Regions from separate parts of the Callithrix jacchus genome. Here region 1 is linked to region 2. The links are chromatin contacts, called in public Hi-C maps. All regions are on one chromosome and are shown on one strand. The core of a region is the stretch at or near the end of the contact, and the rest is flanking DNA. Distances in the headings are between cores, read along the strand shown. Region 1 holds the start of ATR (ATR checkpoint kinase). Region 2 holds the start of LOC128930023 (heterogeneous nuclear ribonucleoprotein A1-like).

Region 1 (4,684 bases), core at 1,594-4,093, 240 kb after region 2:
TCTACTATATACTCACAAAAATTAAAAATTGACTGGGTATGGTGGCTCCTGCCTGTAATCCCAGAACTTTGGGAGGCCAAGGCAGGCGGATCACTTGAGGCCAAGACCTCCAGACCAGCCTGGCCAGCATGGTGAAACCCATCTCTATCAAAAATACAAAAATTAGCTGGGCATAGTGGCACGCACCTGTCATCCCAGCTACGTGAGAGGCTGAGGTGGGAGGATGGCTTGAATCCTGGAGGTGGAGGTTGCAGTGAGCTGAGATCATACCACTGCACTCCAGCTTGGACCACAGAGTGAGACTCTGTCTCAAAAAAAAGTTGGGAGATGGCCAGGTGCAGTGGCTCACTCCTATAATCTCAGCATCCCAGCACTTTGGGAGGCCAAGATGGGCAGGTCACTTGAGGTCCGGTGTTCAGGACCAGCCTGGCCAACATGCTGAAACACCATCTCTACTAAAAATACAAAAATTAGCCAAGCATAGTGGCATGTGCCCGTCATCCCAGCTACTTGGGAGGCTGAGGCGGAAGGATGACTTGAATCCTGGAGGTGGAGGTTGCAGTGAGCCAAGATCGTGTGATTGCAGTCCAGCCTGGGCAATACAGTGAGACTCATTTCAGGAAAAAAAAATGTCTGGGAGACCCCCTCCAGCCTAAGTATGGCAAATGGGTTAGAGAAAAACAAGCCTAAAGGCAGACAGGCAAACTAGAAGCCTATTGAAGTAATTTAGGCAAGAGGTGATGATGGCCTAAACTGGAATGGTGGTAAGGGAATTTGGGGGAAAGTGGGTAAGTCTGATATTTAGGAGGTAGAATCTCGTCCTTGTCTTTTAAAGATATAAACTGAAGCATCTGCAGATAATTTGATATGATGTCTACACTTTTCTTTAATCCAACTGGGGAGAGAGAAAATGAGAAAGGTGGTTATCGATGAAACAAAGACTAACCATATGCTGATAATCATTGATTGGGCGATGGGCATAAAGGAGCTCCTTATTCTGTCTACTTTTACATATATTTGAAAGTCCCTATAACAAAAAGTTAAACAAAATAAACTGCCTGGGAAATGCTGAAGGGAAAATATTCAGTAGGGAGATAAACACAGAAAATACAAATCTTGGAAAGAGATAAGGGAAAAGCAATGAATTTGGGAGTGAACAACAGATAGAAAGTTAACTGAAGCCTTGAGAGTGAAGGAAAGACTAAAAAAGAGGAAAGAACCTAAGTTGGAATCCTGACGAATACCAACAGTAAAGGGGATGGCAAAGAAGTGTTATTAACAAGAAAGAGTCATGGAGGCCAAAGAAAGCTTTCCAGGAAAGCAGCAGTGGTCTCTATTAGGGGTCTCCAACCTCTGGGCCACAGTACTGGTCAGAGGCCTGTTAGGAACCGGGCCACACAGTAGGAAGCTTCATCTCTATTCACAGCAGCTCCCCATTACTGGCATTATCGCCTGAGCTCCCCTCCTGTCAGGTCAGCGGGACATAAGATTCTCACAGGAGTGCAAACCCTATGTGAACTGCACATGCGACGGACATAGGTTGCATACTCTTTATGAGACTCTGATGCCTGATGATCTCTCATTGTCTCCCATCACCCCAGATGGGACCATCTAGTTGCAGAAAAACAAGCTCAGGGCTTCCACTGATTCTACCTTATGGTGAGTTGTATAATGACTTATTACATATTACAATGCAATAGTAGAAAGTGCACAATAAATGTAATGTGCTTGAATCATCCCGAAAACCTCCCTTCACCTCCCTGTCCATGGAAAAATTGTCTTCCACAAAACTGGTCCCTGATGCCAAAAAGGTTAGGGAATGCTGGTCTGTATTCTCGAGAAAATGTATATTCCCCAAATCCATTGATTTACTTTAAAAATTAAATCACAGGGCCGGGCATGGTGGCTCACGCCTGTAATCCCAGCACTTTGGGAGGCTGAGGTGAGCGGATTACGAGGTCAAGAGATCGAGACTATCCTGGCCAACATGCTGAAACCCCGTCTCTACTACAAATACAAAAAAAATTAGCCGGGCGTGGGGGCACGCGCCTGTGGTCCCAGCTACTCGGGAGGCTGAGGCAGAAGAATCGTTTGAACCCAGGAGGTGGAGGTTGCAGCGAGCCGTGATTGCGCCACTGCACTCCAGCCTGGTGACAGAGCAAGGCTCCGTCTCAAAAAATATAAGTAAATAAAAAATAAATCACAGGTTGTGGATGCCTGTAATGGTGGCATTTCCACAGTACTGCTGCTCTGATGAGACACAAATATAATCCAACCCCATTTTTAAATATTATATGTTGGCAGGGTCCTCACGGAAACCTAAGAGCGACTTCAAGTCGAAAAAAAATGCTTAAAAAGAAAAACAAACAGGGAGAGCCCACCTTTTGCCCTTTCTCTCTCAACAGCGTGACAAGAGTAGTGGCGAAGTGAGAAACTTTTAAAATGTGACAGCGTTACTCTGGGGAAACGGAGTCTACTTTTGGCCTTTACTCGCTGAACTGTCCTAGTTCTCACATTTGTGAAGCGAGATTCTGGGTTGGCAGCCCTCAAGCCCCTAGCCTCTCCCGATTCGGGGGTCTGGCTTCGCTGTGCCTCCCAGGCTTCAGAACAGCAGTCTGGCCGCTCAAGACGAAAACTTCACAAACGTTGCTCGCTTAGTGCTGAGAACTAAGTCCTGAACCCAACCAGGGAAGTTCGACCGGCGCGCGCTCGCCCGCTTGCCCCGCCCCCTAACTGCTTCCCGGCTTCCCCCGGGTCCTCTACAAAACAGACGCAGGGCCCGGCAAGCGGGGCCAATAGCGGCTTCCGGGAAGAGTTTTGGCCCCCACGAGGCTCCGTCGGGCGCCGTTCTCTTCCGGCCGGGGTAGCTTTGGAGACGCCAGGAACCCGCGTCGGCGTGTTTGACGAGTGTCAGGCAGCCTCAGCATGGGGGAACCTGGCCTGGAGCTGGCGTCCATGATCCCGGCTCTGCGGGAGCTGGGCAGGTAGGGCTAGGCCCATCCTGGGTCCTGCATCCTCCTCTGACGATCCCGGCTGGGGTTTCACGTGCTCTCCCCTCTCCTGCCGCGCCGTGGTTCGGATCCCCGAAGCCCCAGCTGCTGCCCTTGTGGAGATGCTCCGTGGCTCATTTGGGCGCTTCTCCCTCAGAGTGCTCGTCGATGGGACGTGGGGACGTGGGGACGTGGGGACGTGGGGTCGTCGCCACAAACCTGCGGGAAGCCGATTCTAGGGGAGAGAGAGGCGTCTGCCGGCCCGGGTTTACCTCAGCAGCGCCGGAGAGTTCGCCCAACCCGAGAGTTTGCTTCCTGCAGCTCGAGGGAAGAGTCCCTGCTGATCACTTTATGGTCACTTTTCTACACTCATTTTCTTCTCGAAAACCCCTTTCCTTAGACGAGAGACTTGACTCATCAGTTTCTGTTCTTTGTGATCACTCGTGGAGGAATTGGTTTTTAGCCTTATATTTTGTCCCCAAACTGCCCTTGGAAAAAAATCACCGCTTCTCATTTTCTGCAAGTGACATCACTTGATGGAAAAGGCAGTTATTTTCTTTGAAGTGAAGTCATAGTACATATTGAAGATGTGAACTCCTTCGTATTAATCGTCCAGTCCTCGATACGTTATTTTAGTCAGAAATTGGAGAGATAGACCTCAGTGTCCACAAAATCTTAACGTGCACAGACTGTTGCCAAAATTTGGAGGCAATTTAATAGTTCATTTGCAAATGCCTGTTTTCTGTAAACCTCATGAAAACCAGTGTCTTACCGAAAGAGGGAGGGAGAGGTGTTGATGACTGCCACACCCCTGTAACACTCAGGCAGGCTTTCCTGAACCAGGCCTAAAGACTCAGTAGGGCTGGTTTTGTTTTGTTTGTTTTAATTCTAAACTACTGCGAACAAGAAATAAATGAGCTTGTGCTACTACCGCAGTTGAATGATCAGTTGGAATAACTGCTTCCCAATTTCTTAAACGGTTTGAAAACTCTCCATACACAGTCAAAACTGACATTAAGCCGATGGGATAGCTGCTTCCCTTTCTTTTTGCAGCGCAGTTGTGTTCATTTCCACTGGTTGGCCATGCAAATAATCTAGTCTTAATATATGAATAAGAGGATAAATGAAGGGACGATTCTTGTCCTAACTGCATCACTATTTTTGACTGTGTGAATTTTTTCCACTTTTTATTAGTGTGGCAAGTATACTTTTGTGTTTACAGTTTATAAAATAACGTATACCTCTCTAAAAGAAGATGAAGAAAAGTGATCATTTTAGGAAGTTGTTTTACAGATTTTATCTTTCAGGCTCACTGTGAAGCTCAGTATATTTTTCCCACTTTGTTTTAAAGTAGAATTAGCTCTACTAATTAATTCATTTTAAAGTAGAATTAATACTTCTCTTCCCTCTTCTGTCTTCCTCCATGAGACCTGTTAATAAAAATAATTGGTTCTTGGATTATATATAGTCTGTTTCATCAGTAGAGCTTATGTTATCTTCCATTTGTAGCCATTCCAAGAGAAATAGAAAAATTGACCTATAGAAAATTGTCTAATAGTTTTTAATTTTCATGGCTTTTTCGCTACAACTACTTCAATGAAACAAGCTCATCCATTTTCATAGTATGTCCATGACATAGGATGGAACAGGAGTTATCACTGTTTAAGAAACAGGGTCACAGAAGTTGAAAAACC
Region 2 (4,915 bases), core at 534-3,033:
AATAGACAAATAGAGAATACTACATCCAATAACTGGAGAAACTATATTCTTTTCAAGCAAAAATGGACACAGGAGAAGGAAAAATCCGTATTTGCCAAATGATCACTAAAGAAATTTAATCGGTAGTTAAAAATTTTTCTATCAAGGAAGGAAAAGTTCTGACAAATATTTCAGGCACAGATATTTCAGATACTGTACAGAATCTCCCAGAGAAAAATAGGGATTGTTCTACAACTAATTTTCTAAAGCTAGTATAAACTTGATACCAAAAACAAGATAAGGACAGTACAAGAAAAGAATATTAGAGACAAATTTCACTTATCAATATGATAAAAAAGAAATTCTGAAACAAAAAACGTAGCAAGCCAAATTTAGTAATGTATAAAAAACACTATGACCAGGAATTCCAGGTTGGTTTGAACTTAAAGACTTTATTAATTTAATGTTATACCTTACACAGTCACACATTAAAGTTTGACTTGTGAAGTTAACATTATTTATTGGAAACATCATTTTATTCACAAATATATTTTCTTAAATAGCATGAACTTAAAAGTTTGTATTTTGAAAAATATATTATTTTAAAAACAATAAAAATATTGCTCAAGATAAGTATAAAAATGTGCCTTCACAGGGAAAATTATAAAACCTTACTAAAATATATTTTAAAAGACCTAAATGAATGGAGCTATGTACAATGCTCATGAATAGGAAGACTTAATATCATTTAAAAATATTAAAACTGATTTTTCCATTAAGCCTAGCAGTCCAATTCTAAAATGTACATGGGATTGCAAGGGGATAGGAAGAAGGGGGCGAAAAAAGTAAGACAGTTCTGAAGGAGAAGAACCTGGCGGGAAGACTTGCCTTACCATGTATGGAACCTTATCAGAAAGCTGTTGTGATTAAGACAGTGTGGTTTTAAAAGAGAGATGGGAAGACTGGCTAATTAAATAACAAGAAGAGGCCAGAAACATATCCACATGTATCTGCAGATTGGGCATTTCACAGAGAACCATCAGGTAGCAGGAAAAGGATGGCTTCATTGATATGTGGGGCCAAGTCTATTTTTATTCATATGGAAAAATGGAATTATATTCATAGCTAATATCACACAACAAAATCAATGACAGGTGGATTAGAAACTTAAATGAGAAACTTAGATGAGAATTCCTGTTCATCAGAATGTACCTGAAAGAGAGGGAAAAGGCACAAATGGAAACATATTTATAACACATATTTGACAAAGGCCTAGGTTCCAGAATATATTAAGAAATCCTAAAAGTTAATAAGGAAAAGCTAACCATCCAGTAGGAAAAAAAGGGGGATAAAAGACATCAAAAGGCATTCCCAAAAGAAAGCTGTACAATGAATAAACCTTTGAAAGGTGTGTAAATTGGTATGACCACTTTTGCACCAAAAGACATATACAAGAATGTTCTCAGCAATATGGTTTGTAATGAAGGTGGGAGAAAGTAAATAGTCCAATGTTTATCAACAAGAGAATAAATTGTGTTATAGTATACATTACCTAGCAATGAAAACAGTGGATAATTCTCACAGTTCTAATGTTGAAGGTTAAAAAATAATAATAATAAAGGCCAGTTGTGGTGGCTCACTTGTGTAATACCAGCACTTTGGGAGGGGTGGGCGGATCACTTGAGCTCAGAGGTTCAAGACCAGACTGGGCAACATGGTAAAACCCTGTCTCTAAAAATACAAAACAATGAATGATGCCTGGTAGGGCATGTCTGCCTATAATCCCCACTACTCAGGAGGCTGAGGTGGGAAGATCCAGTGAACCTGGAAGACAGAAGTTGCAGTGAGCTGAGACCTCGTCTCAGAAACACAATACAAGCTTTCTGCCCATGGATGCTGCCGAAGAAGCATTGTTAAAATCTCTCTTCTCCCTGCAATCATGTCTAAGTTAGAGTCTACTAAAGAGCCTGAACAGCTGAGGAAGCTCTTCATTGGAGGGTTGAGCTTCAGTGAACCCTCTTCATTGGAAGGTTGAGCTTTGGAACAACCGATGAGAGCCTGAGGAGCCATTTTGAGCAATGGGGAACGCTCACGGACTGTGTGGTAATGAGTGATCCAAACACCAAGCGCTCCAGGGGCTTTGGGTTCGTCACATATGCAACTGTGGAGGAGGTGGATGCAGCCATGAATGCAAGGCCACATGAGGTGGATGGAAGAGTTGTGGAACCAAAGAGAGCTGTCTCAAGAGAAGATTCTCAAAGACCAGGTGCCCACTTAACTGTGAAAAAAAAATTTGTTGGTGGCATTAAAGAAGACACTGAAGAACATCACCTAAGAGATTATTTTGAGCAGTATAGAAAAGTTGATGTGTTTGAAATCATGACTGACAGAGGCAGTGGCAAGAAAAGGGGCTTTGCCTTTGTAACCTTTGATGACCGTGACTCCATGGATAAGACTGTCATTAAGAAACACCATACTGTGAGTGGCCACAACTGTGAAGTCAGGAAAGCCCTGTCAAACCAAGGGATGGCGAGTGCTTCATCCAGCCAAAGAGGTCGAAGTGGTTCTGGAAACTTTGGTGGTGGACATGGAGGTGGTTTTGGTGGGAATGACAACTTTTGTCTTGGAGAAAACTTCAGTGGTCATGGTTACCTCGGTGGCAGCCATGGCAGTGGTGGATATGGTGGCAGTGGGGATGGCTATAATGGATTTGGTAATGATGGAAGCAGTGTTGGAGGTGGTGGAAGCTACAAAGATTTTGGCAATTACAACAATCAGTCTTCAAGTTTTAGATCCATGAAGGGAGGAAACTTTGGAGGCAGAAGCTCTGGCCCCTATGGTGGTGGAGGCCAATACTTTGCCAGACCACTAACCCAAGGTGGCTATGCTTGTTCTAGTAGCAGCAGCAGCTATGGCAGTGGCAGATTTTAATTAGGAAACAAAGCTTATCAGGAGAGGAGAGCCAGAGACGTGACAGGGAAGCTATAGGTTATAACGGATTTGTGAACTCAGCCAAGCACAGTGGTGGCAGGGCCTAGCTGCTACAGAGAAGACATGTTTTAGACAAATACTCAGGTGTATGGGCAAAAAACTCGAGGACTGTATTTCTGACTCATTGTATAACAGGTTATTTTAGTTTCTGTTCTGTGGAAAGTGTAAAACATTCCAACAAAGGGTTTTAATGTAGATTTTTTTTTTTTTGCCCCCATGCTGTTGATTGCTAAATGTAATAGTCTGGTCATGACACTGAATAAATGTCTTTAAAAAAAAAACACACAACATAAAACAAAAAAGAAAAATGTACACCGTAACCTTTATTTATGACATTTAAAAACACTCAAACCTATACAGTATATAGCATAATGATGCATATGTGTGTGATAAACCTATGGCTAAAAACAAGAGAATGATAAGCACAAAATTCAGGGTAGTGGCTGCCTCCGTGAGCATGGAGGAGGGGTGGCACTAGTGGCGGCTGTGGAGCGTCACTCATTTCCCAGGGGTTTGACTAGAAGAGCTTGGCTGCCAGCTCACTGACTAACACTTTTATCCAGAGGAATATTTCTCATAGTTAGATTACTTCTGGGTTAGAGCAGTGCAGAAAATGAGAAAACCTGTTTGGGGAGCCTTTCCCTGTTAAAAATATGAACAGGAGGAGCACTGGGGATAGATAGACTTGTGTTAGATTCAGTGTAGCATCAATGCCATTGAATTGCGTTCAGAAACATTGATTACTCCCCGGCTATGTGCTGGGCACCTGGAATACAAAGATAAATTAAAACTACAGAAGTAAGTACTGGGAGGGAACGAAATAAGGCAGACAAGTTAACTGGTTAATGAATGTTCTGGGTGGGTTTCTGAGTTCTTTGGCCCAGTCTGGACAAGTGATCAGGGGAAGCTTTTGAAAGGAGATCGTGCCTCTCGAAGCTAAGTCTTGAAGGAAGAGTTGGAGTTAGTTAGAGACAGAAGGGAGGACAGGCTCATTCCAAGCAGAGGTAACTCCATAAGATGCACGAGAGAGATGTACGTTATTTCTGTAGCCAAAACCTTGAGTTGGGGCCTCCATAGGGATGAGGCAGGAGGGTTGAGTTGGCTTCTGTGTGCTGCAGAGATGGGAGCACTCAACTGAATTTAAGCCAGGTGTGACAGGACCAGAGGCTCTAGAACCCCTTTCCTAGACAAGGTGAGCAGGGAGGCTAGTTCGGAGGCTGTTGCCGTGGTCCAGGTAAAGTCAAGGAGGTGGAGAAGGATGGTGGAGAAGAGGAGGATGTGGATCAAGAAATATTTACGAAGCAAAACTGGCAGGACATGGTGTTTGGTTGGCTGTAGTGACTGAAGGACAGGAAGAATGTGGAATGATAACTAGAGACAGATAACAGTAACTGGCTCTATACCACATGAAACAGCATCTCAGTCCATTCTTGGGATTGGCCAATGCAGAGTGGATCTAAGTTAAATTTCCTCTTATCTTCCTAGTGATTTAGAACATTAATTTGCAGACATAACATGGCCCCCAGTACATTGGTGGCACTATGATTCTGTCTCATTTATCCTAAAGCTCAGTTGCAGCATAATAAAAATATATCTTTGTTCCTAAAATACTCTTCCTTGAGAAAATTCGGTTTTCAATATAGTACCCCAAGGTTAATTCATAGAAAAGGTAGTGAATGATCACATAATTATAACATCATGTTTAGAAGGTGACCTGATTGAGTCTTTTCTTCCTTCGCTGCTTATAAGTGCTTTTTGTAATTTTGTCGTGAAAGGCTTGACTCTCAGAAGCATTATTTAAATGACCTGATCACTTTTGTGGCTGGAACTGTCTTTGTCTGTTTTGTGTTGCCTATAACAGAATACCTGAAACTGAGTAATTTATAAATAAAAATAATTTCTTTATTACAGTTATGGAGGCCGAGAAGCCCAAGGTCAAGGGAGC

What was found. Hi-C and Micro-C count contacts between places; a contact is called where the count stands out from the background.
Region 1: a contact with region 2 is called in a Hi-C map of induced pluripotent stem cells, with 4 times the contacts expected there. The contact joins the promoter of ATR here to the promoter of LOC128930023 in region 2. A contact is called at or near these places in 2 of 3 Hi-C or Micro-C datasets (induced pluripotent stem cells and skeletal muscle).

Annotation. Positions count from the first base shown.
Region 1 is chr17:42,027,328-42,032,011 of calJac240_pri, forward strand. It overlaps ATR (ATR checkpoint kinase), which reads left to right and starts at 2,844. Exons shown (of 47, transcript XR_013528590.1): 1 at 2,844-2,984.
Region 2 is chr17:41,786,513-41,791,427 of calJac240_pri, forward strand. It overlaps LOC128930023 (heterogeneous nuclear ribonucleoprotein A1-like), which reads left to right and starts at 1,784. Exons shown (of 2, transcript XM_054247137.2): 1 at 1,784-1,977; 2 at 2,010-3,027. The coding sequence starts at 1,919. The coding sequence ends at 2,910. The region is part of intron 5 of PCOLCE2 (procollagen C-endopeptidase enhancer 2); the gene reads left to right.